3 separate regions of the Mus musculus genome follow, and regions 2 and 3 are each linked to region 1. Evidence: chromatin contacts called from public HiChIP or PLAC-seq and promoter capture Hi-C data. All regions are on one chromosome and are shown on one strand. Each heading gives the region's core, a stretch centred on a gene start, on an enhancer-like site or on the middle of the called end of the contact. The rest is flanking DNA. Distances are from core to core; before and after follow the strand shown.

The links. Promoter capture Hi-C pulls out the DNA fragments that hold promoters and counts their contacts. HiChIP or PLAC-seq counts read pairs in DNA pulled down with a chosen protein or histone mark.
Region 2: a contact with region 1 is called in an H3K27ac HiChIP or PLAC-seq map of embryonic stem cells, with 18 read pairs. The contact joins the enhancer-like site here to the promoter of Ect2 in region 1. A contact is called at or near these places in 16 of 39 promoter capture datasets (the C10 cell line, cranial neural crest, embryonic stem cells and 8 more), 1 of 15 datasets of contacts at CTCF or cohesin (the NIH/3T3 cell line), 110 of 484 Hi-C or Micro-C datasets (B cells, the C2C12 cell line, CD8 T cells and 51 more), 18 of 115 datasets of contacts at active chromatin or transcription factors (the SCID.adh cell line, effector CD8 T cells, embryonic stem cells and 3 more) and 4 of 9 other capture datasets (adipose tissue, embryonic stem cells, liver and 1 more).
Region 3: a contact with region 1 is called in a promoter capture Hi-C map of macrophages, with 7 read pairs. The contact joins the enhancer-like site here to the promoter of Ect2 in region 1. A contact is called at or near these places in 7 of 39 promoter capture datasets (3T3-L1-derived adipocytes, the C10 cell line, the HPC-7 cell line and 4 more), 2 of 15 datasets of contacts at CTCF or cohesin (CD8 T cells and the NIH/3T3 cell line), 5 of 484 Hi-C or Micro-C datasets (the N1E-115 cell line, embryonic fibroblasts, embryonic stem cells and 2 more), 10 of 115 datasets of contacts at active chromatin or transcription factors (the SCID.adh cell line, embryonic stem cells, epiblast stem cells and 4 more) and 3 of 9 other capture datasets (adipose tissue, liver and pancreatic islet).

The regions. Positions count from the first base shown.
Region 1 is chr3:27,150,860-27,155,659 of GRCm38.p6, reverse strand. It overlaps Ect2 (ect2 oncogene), which reads left to right and starts at 1,782. Exons shown (of 24, transcript NM_001177626.1): 1 at 1,782-1,957. 1700125G22Rik (RIKEN cDNA 1700125G22 gene) reads right to left here and starts at 1,634. Exons shown (of 3, transcript NR_040548.1): 1 at 1,350-1,634; 2 at 729-920.
Region 2 is chr3:27,105,943-27,110,867 of GRCm38.p6, reverse strand. All of the region lies in intron 21 of Ect2 (ect2 oncogene), which reads left to right. It also overlaps the pseudogene Gm25152. Among named protein-coding and RNA genes, the nearest start is that of Ect2, 45 kb to the left of the region's middle. Within about 2 kb of position 3,542, at least 2 of the 459 cell types and tissues checked have an H3K27ac peak or open chromatin away from gene starts, as enhancers often do.
Region 3 is chr3:27,206,965-27,211,891 of GRCm38.p6, reverse strand. The region is part of intron 1 of Nceh1 (neutral cholesterol ester hydrolase 1); the gene reads right to left. Among named protein-coding and RNA genes, the nearest start is that of Nceh1, 26 kb to the right of the region's middle. Within about 2 kb of position 1,446, at least 162 of the 459 cell types and tissues checked have an H3K27ac peak or open chromatin away from gene starts, as enhancers often do. A contact at or near this core is called in CD8 T cells, the HPC-7 cell line, the N1E-115 cell line and 9 more, where this site is marked.

The DNA of each region.
Region 1 (4,800 bases), core at 533-3,032:
ATCTAAAATGCTTCCTGTCAGCATTTCCTCAAAAAAGAAAAAAACAGCACTTCCCATAGAGTGTTTTCTATATTAGGCTTTCTTTACACCCATCTATTATATCTGACTTTCTTTATATTTTTATGTCTAAAGATGTCTGGGCCTCACAGAGCCTGGGCTGGCCTGGAAGTTGGTATGCACCCTAGAATGACCTTGAACTGTAGCTCCCCTCTCTGTGGTGATGGGATTACATCATTCCTCCCAGCCCCCAACTCTGACAGGCTGTGTCTATCCCTTATTCATGCTTTCCCCCAAGCAAATACTTTCTTACACTTAATACAGATTTGCCGAGTAAATAACAACCTGCAGGTGAAGATAGTATCTCTTGTTCATTTCTCACCAAAGGGCTGCCCTCGCTGTAAGAGGCTAAGCTAGCCTTCCTGCACTGCAATCCTACACTCTCACCCAACAGACTGGGAAGCTAGCTCTCCTCGGGCAGGGCACAAAGGAGGCGGCTGCCTTCTACTTTAGTGAGGAGAATGCTTGGAATGCCAGACACACCCCAGTTTAAATTGCAAGCACACTTCTCTGGGCAAGGTCCAGGCCGATTTTTCCTTTCTTCCACTCCAAAGGCTAGTGCGGAATTCTAGTGATTGGCAGGCCATAGATACTGGTAGGCAAAAAACCCTAAAAACCAACCAACCAGACAGACAAAACTATAGATTGTTTTACTCATTCTATGAACTCACCGTAGACTTGTCGAACTGCTTAGGCTGTCAAGAAGTTCTTTTGGTTTTAAAGTAGATTTTGGGCTTAAAGTGAGTTGGCTCAGTGGTTTAAAGCGTTTGTTTCTCACACATAGGCCGTGAGTTTGATTTCCAGCACCCACCTGGTGGTTCATCATTCTCTGTAATTCCAGTCTCTGGGGATCTGGCCTCCTCCTATGTCCAAGGACAGCAGGCACTCACAAATGCACATACGTTCAGGAAAAAATAATATGTATAGGCAAAAAGACACATAAAATTTATCAATCTAAATTTCAAAAGTGCTTTAAAAACCTCTTAATGAGATTTGGGGCCTAGCAACCGATCCAAACACTTGGTAAGGTTTTGAAAGTGAAAAATAATTGTTTTGAGTCCTGGTCTCCTATAGCCTAGGCTGGTCTTGTCCTCCTTAGTACAGGCTTTGAGACCACACCCAGCTAGAAGTGTATGCCTAGGCGACTGTATTATAGAACATTCCATCTAGAAACAAATTTCAAAATAGCAATACTGATCCCAGGGGTAAAACAATCCCTTCTTTTCTAGACTTCCAAGCACAGTCACTAACATTCCTAAGCTGGGAGTTGGGGTGGGGAGGGAGCAACCCACCCAGAAGCAGTTTTGCTTCAGGAGATTCTAAAATCTCCTTATACACTTTTTTATATTAATTACTCAGATGCAAGCTTGTCTTCAAAAATAAAATCTGGTTAGTAGTAAGAGCGGATCGGTTTGCGGTGCTTGGTACTTTTTCTTGAAGTTGGAGGTGATGGCAGAGAGACCGTTCATCAGGAACTGGGCTGTTTACGGAGTAAACAAGCGGTAACCACAGAAACACCTGCTGCATCCAGAGGCGCTGCAGAGCCACGCCTCCTCAAGCCCACATCCGGGCACTCCGCCGACGTTCGCACGCTCCAGCCGTTTACCGGATTTGAAACACACTCACAACCAATCAGCCGGCGCCTCCCGAAGGCAGACGTTGGGATTGACCAATCGGCAGTCCGCCCGAGGTTCCAGCCTATCAAAAGGAGGTTGACAGAGCGCGCCAATCAGCATGGCTCTTAGAGAGAGCGACTGGATTTTTTTGAATCGGAGGCGGCAGCCTCTCTCGAGCCATGGCGGCGCCTGTGAGGGGGAGACTTAGTGTTTGAGAAGGATAAGCGAGGACTGCGCCGTCGTGGTTCCTTTTTAAAATCTCTGAGCGTGGTGAGGACTGCGGGGTGAGTGGGGGACGGGAAGGGATTCGGGAACCCGGAACTGAGCACGGGCCGTGGCGACCAAGGCCGGCGCCCCCGCCGCGGTGAGCTCCCACGGCTGCGTACCTGTCTGTCCCGCTCCCCTCCATCCTCCTTCCCCACATCCGCCTCCTGTCCTGCCCTCTGCTCTCGTCCCGGCCCTTCCTTGCGGGAGGCTGGGCTCTCTATCTATTCTGCTTCTGTCCGGCGCCTCAGGGTGAAGGGCGCAGTTGGGACCGGGATTTTGGCCTCCCGCCCGCCCGCCGCAGCCCCGAGCTGCCTTGATTGTTTTGTGGTTTCCCTCTGGAATTCCTGTAGAATTCCGATTTTCAATTTTTAAAAATATAAAACACAGGCCGCCCCGCCCCTTCCTGGCCACAGATGTGTGTGGTTAGCGGTTAACTTAGCTCCCTCAGTTAGACCCGGCTAGGAGTCGCTGTGTGAGCAACTTCCTTAGCCACAAACTGGATATGACAGTGACATTTGTCTTTTAGGATGGCTGCAAGCGTTAAAAAGTGGCAAGGGAAAGATTTAAGATAGTGACTAAAATATTGAGCTCTAAGTAAATGAGAATCGCTAATTGCACTGTTATCAATAACGTATACACTATTGTAGTTTGGGTTCCTTACTCTGGTGTGACGTGTTTATGGAAAAAAAAAAGGTTTATTTAAAAGAAAAGCTGAAATGACTATTTGTTTAAAAGAATCCATGTGTTTGTGAGACAAGATCTCAGGTACCCCAGCATAGACTTGAATTGTGGAGCCTAGGGTGACAAGGAACTCTGTCTGCCTCTACCCCCTCTTCTGGGTGCTCGGATTACAGGTGTACTTTCACCTTACCTGGTTTCTGAGGTGCCCGCGGATGACTTCATGCACACTGACTGCAGCTGAGTCACATCCCGAGTCAAAGATAGATTGTTTTTATGATCACGATTCCGTTGTGTTTATTTTTAAAAGGTCTGTAGAATATGTGAAAAGGAAGAAAGTGACCTGGTGCACTTAAGTTTGCGGTGATGTTGGGTGCTAGATGCTGGTTGTATCACTAGTGTAGCGTGTAGCTCTTTTGCTGTATATTATGGAGCTGTTTTGGTAATAAATGATCTGTGTATTTAAGCATTTCCAGTGTTTTGGGGTGTAGTGAGAAAGGGTTTAGTTATGTATCTCCTCCCTCTGTTTTGTGGGTGCTGGAATTTTAGGCCACACATTGTCAGTTGTTTGGTGATTTTTTTTTTTAAGAGGATCATGTAAACTAAAAGTATCCTTAAAGGTGCATTGTAAAGCTTTGGCACACAGTTGCACATAATTGTAGGCTGTGTTACCACACTTTTCCCCCTTTGGACTGGGAGATTGAAAAACAAATAAAAATACATGTTTTTTTTTTTTCTCCTGGAAAAAAAAGCAAACATGGTAGTGAACACTTCAGAAGGCTAAGGCATATTTGTTTGTTTGGGCAGGGATGCACTATAGCTCTGCTGGTCCTGGAATTCGCTGTGTAGACTAGACTGGCCTTGAACTCAGAGCTCCACCTGTGTCTGACTCCCAAGCTCTGAGATTAAAAACATGTGCCACTATACCTGACTCTTAGTTTTTTTTTTTAAAGGGGAAATTTTTTTTTTCTAAACATTGAAAATAGTTCTCTCCCTCCCTCCCTCCCTCCCTCCCTCCTTCTCTCCTTCTCTCCCTCTCTCCCTCTTTCCCTCTCCTGGTTTCCCCTTCCCCTCACTCCCTCTCCCCCTCTCATCTCACAGGTTCAAGCTTCTCTAATGGCTGATCAAGACACTGATTTATGGGTATCTGGCAGAATGTTGATAGAAGTCATGTTGTAACATTTCTTTAAGTGACTTAGAGCCGTGTATTTTATCCTAGAGATGAGTTTTAGGGGAGGTAGGAGGGCTGTATGAAGTTGGTCATTTGCTTCTGAGTAAGGACACCATTGGAGCTCTCCTGTGGAGACTTAAAAATGATTGCCGTGGATAAGACAAACAATACCAAGTTATGAATATTGTATGAATGAATAGTTATTTGTCCTTTCAATACCTATTGAGTTTCTTTCCCAACCTGCATTTGAGTCTTAGTGCTATGTCTGCTTCCTTCATTTGGAAACTGAGACGAGACTTCCTGCAGAGTCTTGAGGAGGCAGAGTGGAGCCAGGAAGCAGGTGTCTGACTTAAGCATCTGAGTTTTACAACTCTGTGTAGGTCTGTACTGTGTACCTGTACACATAGACTCACCGCCTAGAAATGGAGAGTTGTACTTTACTGTTTCCTCAGGGCAGACAGCTTAAACTGTGTCTCTACTAAGAATCTGAGCGCTCTCTGACTACTTTATCAATCTGAAAAAGTGGATCAGACACTTTTGAATAAAGTGAGATTAAGCTCTGAGGTAAAGGTGAGACTGTTGGTTATATTTGTTTGATATTTAAGATATTTACTACCCACTCCAGTTAGGTATAGAACCCAGGGCCCTCAGCAGGACTTACCCCTGAGTTACAACAAACTCAAGCTCCATACTTCAATTAAACTTTCTCTCTTCCCTACTTGCCTAACTTTCCAGTTCTTAGGTCCTAGAGGTCGAAGAGAGCTTTCTTTCATAGTCCAGATTTATAATGGTACTAGTTTATATACATTTGTCTTGTCAAGTCTTGGAGATGTTTGGGAATTAATATAAAAATGGCAGCTTACAGTGTAAGCTGTACAGTGATCTATGAAAGATTCTGAGAATCCACATAAAGGTGAAGTCAAGAGTGATGAATGAAGTTGACGTTCTCTGTAGAATATTCCTGCTGCGGTGAAATATACCCAGTTATAAACTACATTGCAGTTTGGGCTG
Region 2 (4,925 bases), core at 2,293-4,792, 47 kb after region 1:
TTCTAAATATGTATGTTCAAATGATATAAATATATGTACAACTGGTCATTTTTAAAAAAGCAATTCTGATTTTTTTTAATCAATAGTTTTTGACTTTAAAAAAAAAATTCCCTAAATAATAGCTGCTTGCTCATTTTGTTGTTGAAGTCTCCTTTGGTATGTAATCCCAGGGAGTCCTCAGACCTGTTAGGATTACCACACCAGCTTAAGGCTGTTTAACTGAGTAAAATAAGTATGATTATTTTATTGTATATACTGTTTCATTTATTCTGACCATTTGTAAATGAGTTAACAAAGCTTTCAGGATGAAAGAAAACTTTAAAACAATATGTGTGAAACTAAAGCCAAGAATAATAACTGATGGTTGTATAGCCAACTCTAGGACTCAGGCATCTTTATTTTCAGTCAGACCTTTTATCTGTGTGAATTTCAGGCTGTACCCTAGTCCCACTCTTTTCTTCTCGTACCTGCCTTTCACCCTTACAGCCTCCCCTACAACAGAGAAAAAAAAATCTTGTGGGAGCTGTAGTTTTTCACAGTGTGTCTCACAGTAGACTCTTTTGTCTACATTTCTTTGCTTGCAAATGTTCATTTTAATGACTTTGGTTTGGGTCAAGGCTTTTGACTTCTGCTGAACTATCAATATTGGAAGCACTGGGACTCCTCTCAAATATCCTGTTGTCACCCTGTGTCATGGGGATCCTCTGGTTTTGGGTCTATAGGACTGGTCCCCTCATGCACTCCAGCAGTTTATTGCTGGGGTAGATGTTAGGGAGGGCAAATTCAAAGTCCTGGGTTGGGCCCTGAGCTGGCCTGCCTGCTGACTTTTCAGTCTCACTTCATTGGGCCAGCTCTTGGCCTTCCACCCAACCCTCATCAGGGTCAGCTCTACTCTTGTAGCAGGTGAGGAGTAGGGCCAGCTCTCCTTATGCTCCTCCTCTGGCTAGCTTATCTGCAACTACTGCATTTTTATGGGGAAGGGTGCTCATCCAAGTATGGCATCAGGCTAGGGTTGGGGGTCAGCTCTTTTACTTTCATAACCCAAAAAACAGTTCTGCAAACCCTCAGATATCAACATGTCCCTAAGAGGCAGCCCAGATCAGGGACATCCACCTGGCCTTTGGTAACAGACCCCTGCTGCTGCAAGGCCACCTACCCCCCCCCCCCCCCAAAGTTGCAGCACTGTCCAGGATCCAGGTGACGTCACTGGCCGCTCACATCAGGCTGTTCCTACCCCTGAGTCTCCAGTTCTGTCTCTTCATTGTGCCCACGTCCTTCCGTTTCTCTTTCTCTTCCAAGTCTCCACCACCTACTTGCTCTACTTAGTGGCTCCTTGGTCGCTGAGTGTCTGGGGTTATCTCTGAAGTGGTCTCAGGAGCACGTGCTCTGCCCAGCTCATGTGTTATAGTGCTGGGCAGGGGTCCTCTCAGGCATGGTCTACTCCCCCAGGCCTTTGTGGTGCCAGACTGGTGCTCATCTAAGGCTAGCTCCCTGACCAGGCCCTACCGGCACTGGTCTGGTGGTCAGCTTGGGCTCATCTCCTTACTGGGTCCACCTGAGTGGCCCCATGTAAGGCTAATCTGTCGTGGGCTCACTCCTGCCCAGGGCTCATGGTCCTAGGTGTAGTTCTTCTAGTATCCAGTTTGCTTTCCACCCTGGATGCCCATCTGGGCCTTGGAGGTGCCAGACTGGTGATCGTCTCAAGCTAGCTCCCCATCTGGCACTGGACTGGTGATCATGCCAGACTTAGTTTTTTTCAGGGAATGTTAAGGAATGTTAATCAATCATTTAAATGTTCACAAATCAGAACAGAGTGAAGAAATAGCCTGTCTCTCTGCCACCTACTGATGCACATGTGACATAGCAGCCACACTTGTAGGGGCAGGGCAGTCAAATCGCTGTGTTATCTCTGCTTCCTAATTATATGATTCCCCATGTTCTGTGTTTTCAGAATGTAATGTGTAAAGTTTAGTCTGCTTAAAGTGTTAACTCAGAATATATACAGCAACGTTTCCAGTCTCTTCCCACCATGTATATTTTCAGTCAGGGAGGTGTTTTTTTGTGACACACATACACACACACACAAACACACACACACACTCATACACTCTACACACCCTATACACTCTACACACCCTATACACATACCTTTAATACCAATGGTATAGTTTTATGAATACATGAACTTAAGCATTGTTATCTTTGGCCAATATAGTTAAGTCTAGAAGAAGTAACTTGAGAGTTAAATGCTGTATGCCATTATTTAGTATTTTTGACACTAACTCAGAGTTTCTAATAAAAAATAAAAACCGTATTCTATATCTTGGCAGGAGAGGTGGCTCAGTGGCTAAGAGTACTGGCTGTTCTTGCATAGCACTCAGGTGCTGTTCCCAGCACCCACATGCCAGCTTAAAACACTCTGTGTCCAGTTCCCAGGGATTCAATGCCCATGTCCATCTTCTGTGTGGGCACTAGGCATGCATGTAGTGTACACACATACATTTATTCATACATGCATATAGGCAAAATACCCATACACATTAAATATATTCTATATCTTAACTTTAATTATTGCCACTGATTGCTTATGAATAACAGTATTTTGATTTTTTAATAATTTTGTAAGCAGAATTATAACTAAAGGGGAATAGACATAGGAACTGTAGGAAGATATTTATTCTTGTGAGCCAGTATTATTTATAATGAAGTTAATATATGATTTTTATTAACTATTCTGTAGATTATATATAAGATGCATATATCACTTAGAATTCAAAACTATTGGATCCTAAATGTTAAGATCCCAAGTATTCCAGATTTTAGATTTTTTTCTACATTTTGAAATATTTGCATATGTATAATGTGATAAATTGGGTATTATGCAAGTTTAAACCTGCAGTTCTTTTGTTTCTTATAGTCTAAAGATAATTTGTTTTGTGCCTGTGGGAGCCAGGGAGTTAAGCTTAAGGAAGGGAAAGAAGGAGGACTGGGTAACTCATGTGTTAGGTACTTTTATCGTCCTTAGATACCAGAAATGTGAGATCAGTCTGTGTGTGCACGTTAACTAGCATTCCTGTGTAAACTTGTAAGCCATAACTGACTCCCTTTCACTTACAGTTGGCTCTGTACCTCAGGAGAGGCTAGTGTTTTTCAGTCGTAAATTCAGCACTTGTTTCTGTGTTCCTCTGGGGTCTATAGGCATTGGGCGGTAATTGAAAAACTGCCTTCCCATAGCTTCTTCTCTGTGTGACACACTTGACTCAACTGTAAATGTTTTCAGAATTACGGAATTATTTCAGGAAATAGGAGCTGAGCTTTGCTTTAGATTTCGTTCATATTTTATTTGAGAAACTCAGAGAAAACGATTAAAAATAAAGGATATTTTTGAAAGTGCTGTAATTACTAATGAGAGGTAACAGGATCTCCCCCACGAGCACGTTTGCCTGCTCCTCTCACTTTTCTCCATGTTTGAGAGCTGGGAGAGTGCTTCCTTCCTCCTTGGATCTCAGCGAACAGCTTGTTGTTATTCAGTCCTCTAGTGGAGTACCTGGGCATTTCTCCTTTGCTTCATCTTGAAGGAAAGCCTTCTCCGGTTGCAAAAGAGCTTATGGTTTATCTTCTCAACTCAGAAGGATTTATTTCTTTGAGAAAATAACCATGAAACTACTTTCCCCCTTCTTAGTTCTTAGGTAGTTATTATATACTCATTAATTGTTATAGCAAAAAGAAAAGGTTTAAAAAATAAATGAAAGAATTAAAGAAATAGTTATTGCAATAGGAAAATAGATCATGAACTTGCTAACACCACCTTTTTTGTTTGTTTGTTTTTGTTTTGTTCTTTGAGACAGGGTTTCTCTGTGTAGTCCTGGCTGTCCTGGAACTCACTTTGTAGACCAGGCTGGCCTCGAACTCAGAAATCTGCCTCTGCCTCTGCCTCCTAAGTGCTGGGATTAAAGGCGTGCACCACCACTGCCCGGCGAGACACCACCCTTTTCACTCACTTATATCAATTGCTACAGTTTATTATTTGTGTGTCAATGTTTTGCCTGCATGCCTGTGCATGTGTGTGCAGTGCCTGGAGAGGCCCAGAGAGGCCACCTGATCCCCAGAAGTGGAGTTGAAAGATGAAAGTCCCATGTGGGTGCTGGGAAACACTGGGTCCTGAGGGCGATCAGTAGATGCTCTTACTGCTGAGCCAGCCCTCAGACCCCAGAGTCTACAGTTCCCAGCTCCTCCACTGTAAAGAGCAGTTTACAGAAATGGGGCATAGGTGGAGTTTGCTTCATTATATGAACTGAGGCTTTTTTAATTCAAGAAATAAATTTTAGTTATATATTTATGCTATGACTTTTTAAAAATGATATTTGTACATAAAAGTAAAGACAAATAAAATAGATACGCTGCAGTAATACAGCATACCTTTTCCCTATCCCATTGGTCTTTCCGTTCAGGAGTGTGTGGTTTTGTTATGCTTTGTCCTTCCAGAAACAAAAGATTAGGTGTATGCTTTCTTTGAAAATATATGTTTATTAGAATCACCTGGGCGATTTTCTCTATAATATCATGCATTGGTACCTAGGTTGTTTCTGGTTTTCTTTCTTTCTTTTTTTTTCTTTTTTTCCCTGTAAATAGGTGAATCTCTAATACATTAAGTTTTTGGCCAGCCATACTATTTTACATAGTCCTTGTTCACATAATTTTCTACTATTCTCCATTGTAATTTTCAGCTTTCTGATTTTAAAACAGTGCTGCAAGTTGAACAAGTCAAATGCACAGAAATTATATTTAAATGTTTGGACTTCCCAATGAAGAGTAGGAATATGTGTGTGTTGATGCCAGGGAGTCAGTCCCTGGCATCTTTTTAGCCAGTAGTACGCTGCACACCATCGTGGTCCTTCTGTAAGGTAGCATTGTGGTTTTGTTTG
Region 3 (4,927 bases), core at 197-2,696, 57 kb before region 1:
GTTACTTTGAAAGAAGGAAAGGGCTGAAGCCTGATGCTGGCAATGGAGGAACCTGTCTCTTAGGAGGCGATTTCACAGTCTGACTTGTCAGAGGCCAGGCAGGAGAGACCAGACAAAGCTGACTAGTGGAACCACACAACGGCCAGGCCTGCTTAGCTCTGCAGACCACTTGTCCTCCTGGAAAGGTGGCACCTCCTGTCAAGACCCTGAGGATGGCCATGGAAGGCCCTGGGCCTCTTTCTTCATCCCTCTGTCTGGCATAGCCTCAGTAATTAGGCCTCCTTTTGTCACTATGGTTTCTTCGTTGAATTGGTCTGTTGTGGGCAGGTGGCAGGGTCAAGGCTGTGAAGGTGCCCTGGGCCAGCCTCATCAACTCTAGAAACTAACTCCTTGCTACTTCTCAGAGTGCAAACTAGATCATGAGTCCAGTCTGATAAGGTCTGCCTCTGAGGACCCACATCTTCCTGAGGCTGGGCCTGTAGCTCAGTAGAGACCTAAACTGTGGGAGACCCTATGCTCTTTCTAGTATCAAAAGCAAAAGACTCGAATGCTAATGCTAATCACTTTGTATGTTACTATTATTGAGTTTTAAGAGTTCTTTATATATACTGGATACAAGTCCCTTTTCAAACACATTATTTGGAAATATTTCCTTTTATTGGGTGGGTTTGCATTCTTTCTTTTTGTGTAGGTATGTGTATGGTGTGGCACATGCCTATTAGTGTGGGGTGTGTTCACGTGTGTCAATGTATGTGTCCATGTATAGGGAGGCCAGAAGTCAACTTCCAGTAGCCATCTTTTCACCTTTTTAAATGTGTGTGTGTGTGTGTGTGTGTGTGTGACACTGAACCTGAAGCTCACTAATTCTGCTAGGCTAGCAATGCAAAGAGCCCCAGTGTCTTTGTTACTTTGAAAGAACTCCACTCCTCCCATACTTAAATTATAGGCACATGCTGCCATGCCATTCCCAACTTGTTAAAAAAACAAAACAAAATGTGTGTTCTGGCAATCTAACTTCAAGTTCTCATGCTTGCTTGACAGACCCCTAACCACGAGCCTTCATTTTCATATTCTATACATTGATTTTTTTTAATAACCATTGAAGATTTTTTTTCTTGCTGCTCCCTCCCCCCAAAAACTAAAAGGAAAAGAAAAAAAAGTTTTCTCCTGCCTTGGGTTCTGATCCTCATCAAAAGCCCTCCTGAGGCAGTGTCCTGCTCAGAGCCGCTTCTGCTTGCCAGGACAAATGGCTCTTGTTTTCCTTTCAATGTTCCAAACAGCAGCTGATTCAACCTGCAGCATTAAAGAACAGCGCTTGCAAACAAAGCCTTCCCAACTCCTTCTGGAATACAGCAATCCCTGCTTGCCGGCTCATGCCCTCCGCCTGGCTGCACACACAAGCTCCACGGCCCACAGCACTGCACAAGCTTGACTCAGCTGCTTTCCACAAAGTCCAGGAAGCAGATAATTAGATGAGTCTTCAACAAATGACTTCCTGTTTTTACATCGAGGGCTCTCTATAGCTTAAAATCTGAGTAATCTCTTACGTGGTGGGATATACATTATTCCTCAAATGGTACATGAAGTCTAAACATGAAGGGAAACTATTTTATAGATATTTACCAATATCTGAAGAGTCAGATGATAACCCGCTCATGTATATCCACAATGACAATAATCAACTAGTGCATTCTATATAAAATATTTTAAAAACATATTATATACCCTTTTGCATGGCTTTAGAACCATTTGAACTTCCCCTCTCTGGATTTCCTGAAAGTCTTATGAATAGGAAGGGTGAGTAGCCCACTTATTTTATGCTCATTTGAGGCTGAGCTGTTAATTGCCTAGCTCAGCTCTTACCGCACCACAGCCTGAGTGTCTCTGACTCAGTAGCTCACCCGATTCTGACTCATCACTCTGAATAGTACTGCTCAGAGCTGGAAGGCAGTCACTACGCAAGCAGCGTTCCAAGGCACACCTCTCCTATTACTCGTGCTTTGCAACATTACAATGAGCAGAACTTAAAATCAGGAGGAAGGGAAGCAGGCTATGAAACGTCCCACAGACTCTGTGTCCTGGCAGCATGCTCTCTGTCTGCCAGCAGATCTGCTCCACTGTGCAGCAGGACCCGGCACCGGAACCGGAACAGAAAGCCCAGGCTTCTACAGCAGGAAGCAGTCCCACGGTCACTCGTTAGTCTCAAGTTCAAACAACTGAGCCACAACGTGTGTGGAGACCTCAGGAGGTGCGCTGGCCTGCAAGCTCAGCCCACAAGGCTCACTGACACAGTACTGGCTGTCCTACAGAGGATGGTGTTCGGATGGCTCCTAGACTCGCACTGTTTACAGAGGCTGCTGGTCCAAATAGACTGACATAATCGAAACAACTTACTCACTCACTCTCGTAGAGCACACAGTTTAGGGGCAGAGAGACAGCTCAGCAGTTAAGAGAGCTTGCTGCTCTTCCTGAGGTCCCAGGTTTGGTTCCCAGCACACATGTCCTGTGACTCACAACCACCTACACCCAAGTTCCACAGGCTCTGATGCCCTCTTCTGGCTTCCACGGGTATGGGCACTCACGTGCACATGCCCCCACATAGACAGACATAATAAAAATAAATCTTTTAAAAACGGAAGCCATTTCATCTAGATCTACAATTACAACATTGTCAACTGTTTAATACTAGGCAAATCCAGGCAACATCAAAGCATCTACAGGGCAGAGGGCTAATAATACAGTAACAGCCCCTTCCGAGGAGATTTTATGGGTTAATTACAAGCAAAGGGTTTTGTGTGTATGTTTCATCCACTCTTTTTGTTTGGTTCTTTTTGGAAATTAGGGCTCACCCTGTACTGGAGGGTCCCAGGGACTCCAGAGCTCCATGTTCCGTGAGGAGACTGTGCTCATGAGCAAAGACCAGGGTGATTCCAAATTGGCTCTCTGACTCCACATACACGCACATCACTTGAGAGAGCACCCACATATACACAAAGGAGCAAACACTGGCTTTGAAGTTGGGCACCCATTCACACAAGCCGTAAGGAAAATACACGGTCTATTTTCCACCACTTCACTCTAATGCTCAGCTATAACACGCAGTCAACTCCCAGTGGTAGAGTAAGTAAAGGTCAATACTTCAAACTGGCTCACTGCACTAACGTTTGTTGAAGCTTGGGGCCTTAGATTCTTTCAGGGCTACCCAATTTCTTACTTTGGGCAACTTTGGAGCAATTTTATTATTATTATTTTGGTTTTGCTTATTGTTTTTGACACAGGGTGTCACAGGGTTATCTTGCAGCTCAGGCTGGCCTCAAACTTGCTTTGAGTTATTGCTTGAGTGACAGGAGTCCACCACACACAGTTTGCATATGGTGAGGGCTGAAGCCAAGGTTTTGTGCCTGCTGTGCAAGTACTTCCACCAACTGAGCTGCTCCAGCCCTCACCTCACTGCCAACAGACTCCATACAAATACTGGCACCATAGTCCTTTTAGATGTCCCAGAAAGATTTGGTAGGGTCAAACCTATTCTGTGCAGAAATATTAATGAAGGGCCATTATGCCACATGATGCTGTACACCTACAATCCATGAACTGGGAAAGTAGCAAGAGAAGCAGGTTTCCAAGCCCAGATGGAACTATTCACCAAGTGTGAGACCAGCCCGGATTACACGGGGTTCTGTTTCAAAACAAAAACAGAGGTTTTATTTTTAACTATGTGTGCACATATGTGAGAGTGTATGTAGGTTTGAACACCTCTCCAAGGCATGTACATTTGAGCACAAGGCCCACGCAGGCACTGGAGAGAAGACGACATCAGCTCTCCTTGATCTGTAGTTACTAACCATTGTGAGCTGGCTCATGTGTGTGCTGGAAACCCAATTCCACTTCTTTGCAAAAGCAGTGTGCAGTTTTCACCCCTGAACCATCTTTTCCATCCCTGATTTATAAGTGATAGGAGATGGAGACATAGACAACACTAAGCATGCATTCATTCTCACCCCTGGTACCAAGTTCCCACTCTGTTACCAGGTCCTATACAAAGAGAAGTAACCGCGTGCTAAGAATTACCCCCATCCCTGAGCGCTCAAGCAATAAGGACATCTTCAGATCACCTTGCTAGACAGGAGCTGAGAAAACAATGGGTGAGACCACACCCTGGCCAGGACTGCTTAACTATGCTATCTTCCACCCAGTGCCCAATTCTTCCACTGAGCCCTTAAGGTTGCATCAGGACCCCATAAGATGGGCTTGGGGACCCCTTTATGGGCCACTTCTTCTCAATGGCCTCCTTACTCTGCTCTTCTCTCTTCCCTGTCCTTACTGGGCATGAAAGGGGAAAGGCCAAGCCTAGCCTGTTGGGGCTGCCCGGTTCCAGAGTTTTGGCCTAAAAGCTCCAGTTACAGTAACCGTGTGCTGATAACAAAGTTGACTGACAAACCCTGTGACTGTAATCAGGGCTCACTTCTCTCTGACTCACAACAGCTCAGCCTTTTAAAGACACTGGAAATCCTAGTGGAAGAAAAAAAAAAAGACAGTTATTAAACTCCGTTTAGTCTTTTCACATCTACAAACTCCTCTTAAAACTAGCTGACCGAGCAGAAGGAAGAGATGGTTCCGTGGATTAGAGCGCTTGCTGCTCTCGGAGAGGACCCGGGTTCAGTGCCCAGCACCCACCTGCTGGCTCACAAGCTCCAGAACATCTCAGTCTCTCTTCTGGCCTCTGCAGGTACCACGCATGTATGAGATGCATATACATACATGTTGGCAAAACATTCGTGTAAAATTAAGCCAATCTAAAAACCAAGTTTTTAAAACTAGTTTGGAGCTAGTCTAGCATGTCTGTTTTATGAGGCCCAATTCCTACCGGCCAGAGGACAGGCCCAAAGCTTTAGCCTACCAGAGTGAAGAGCAGGTCTTCCTTGTG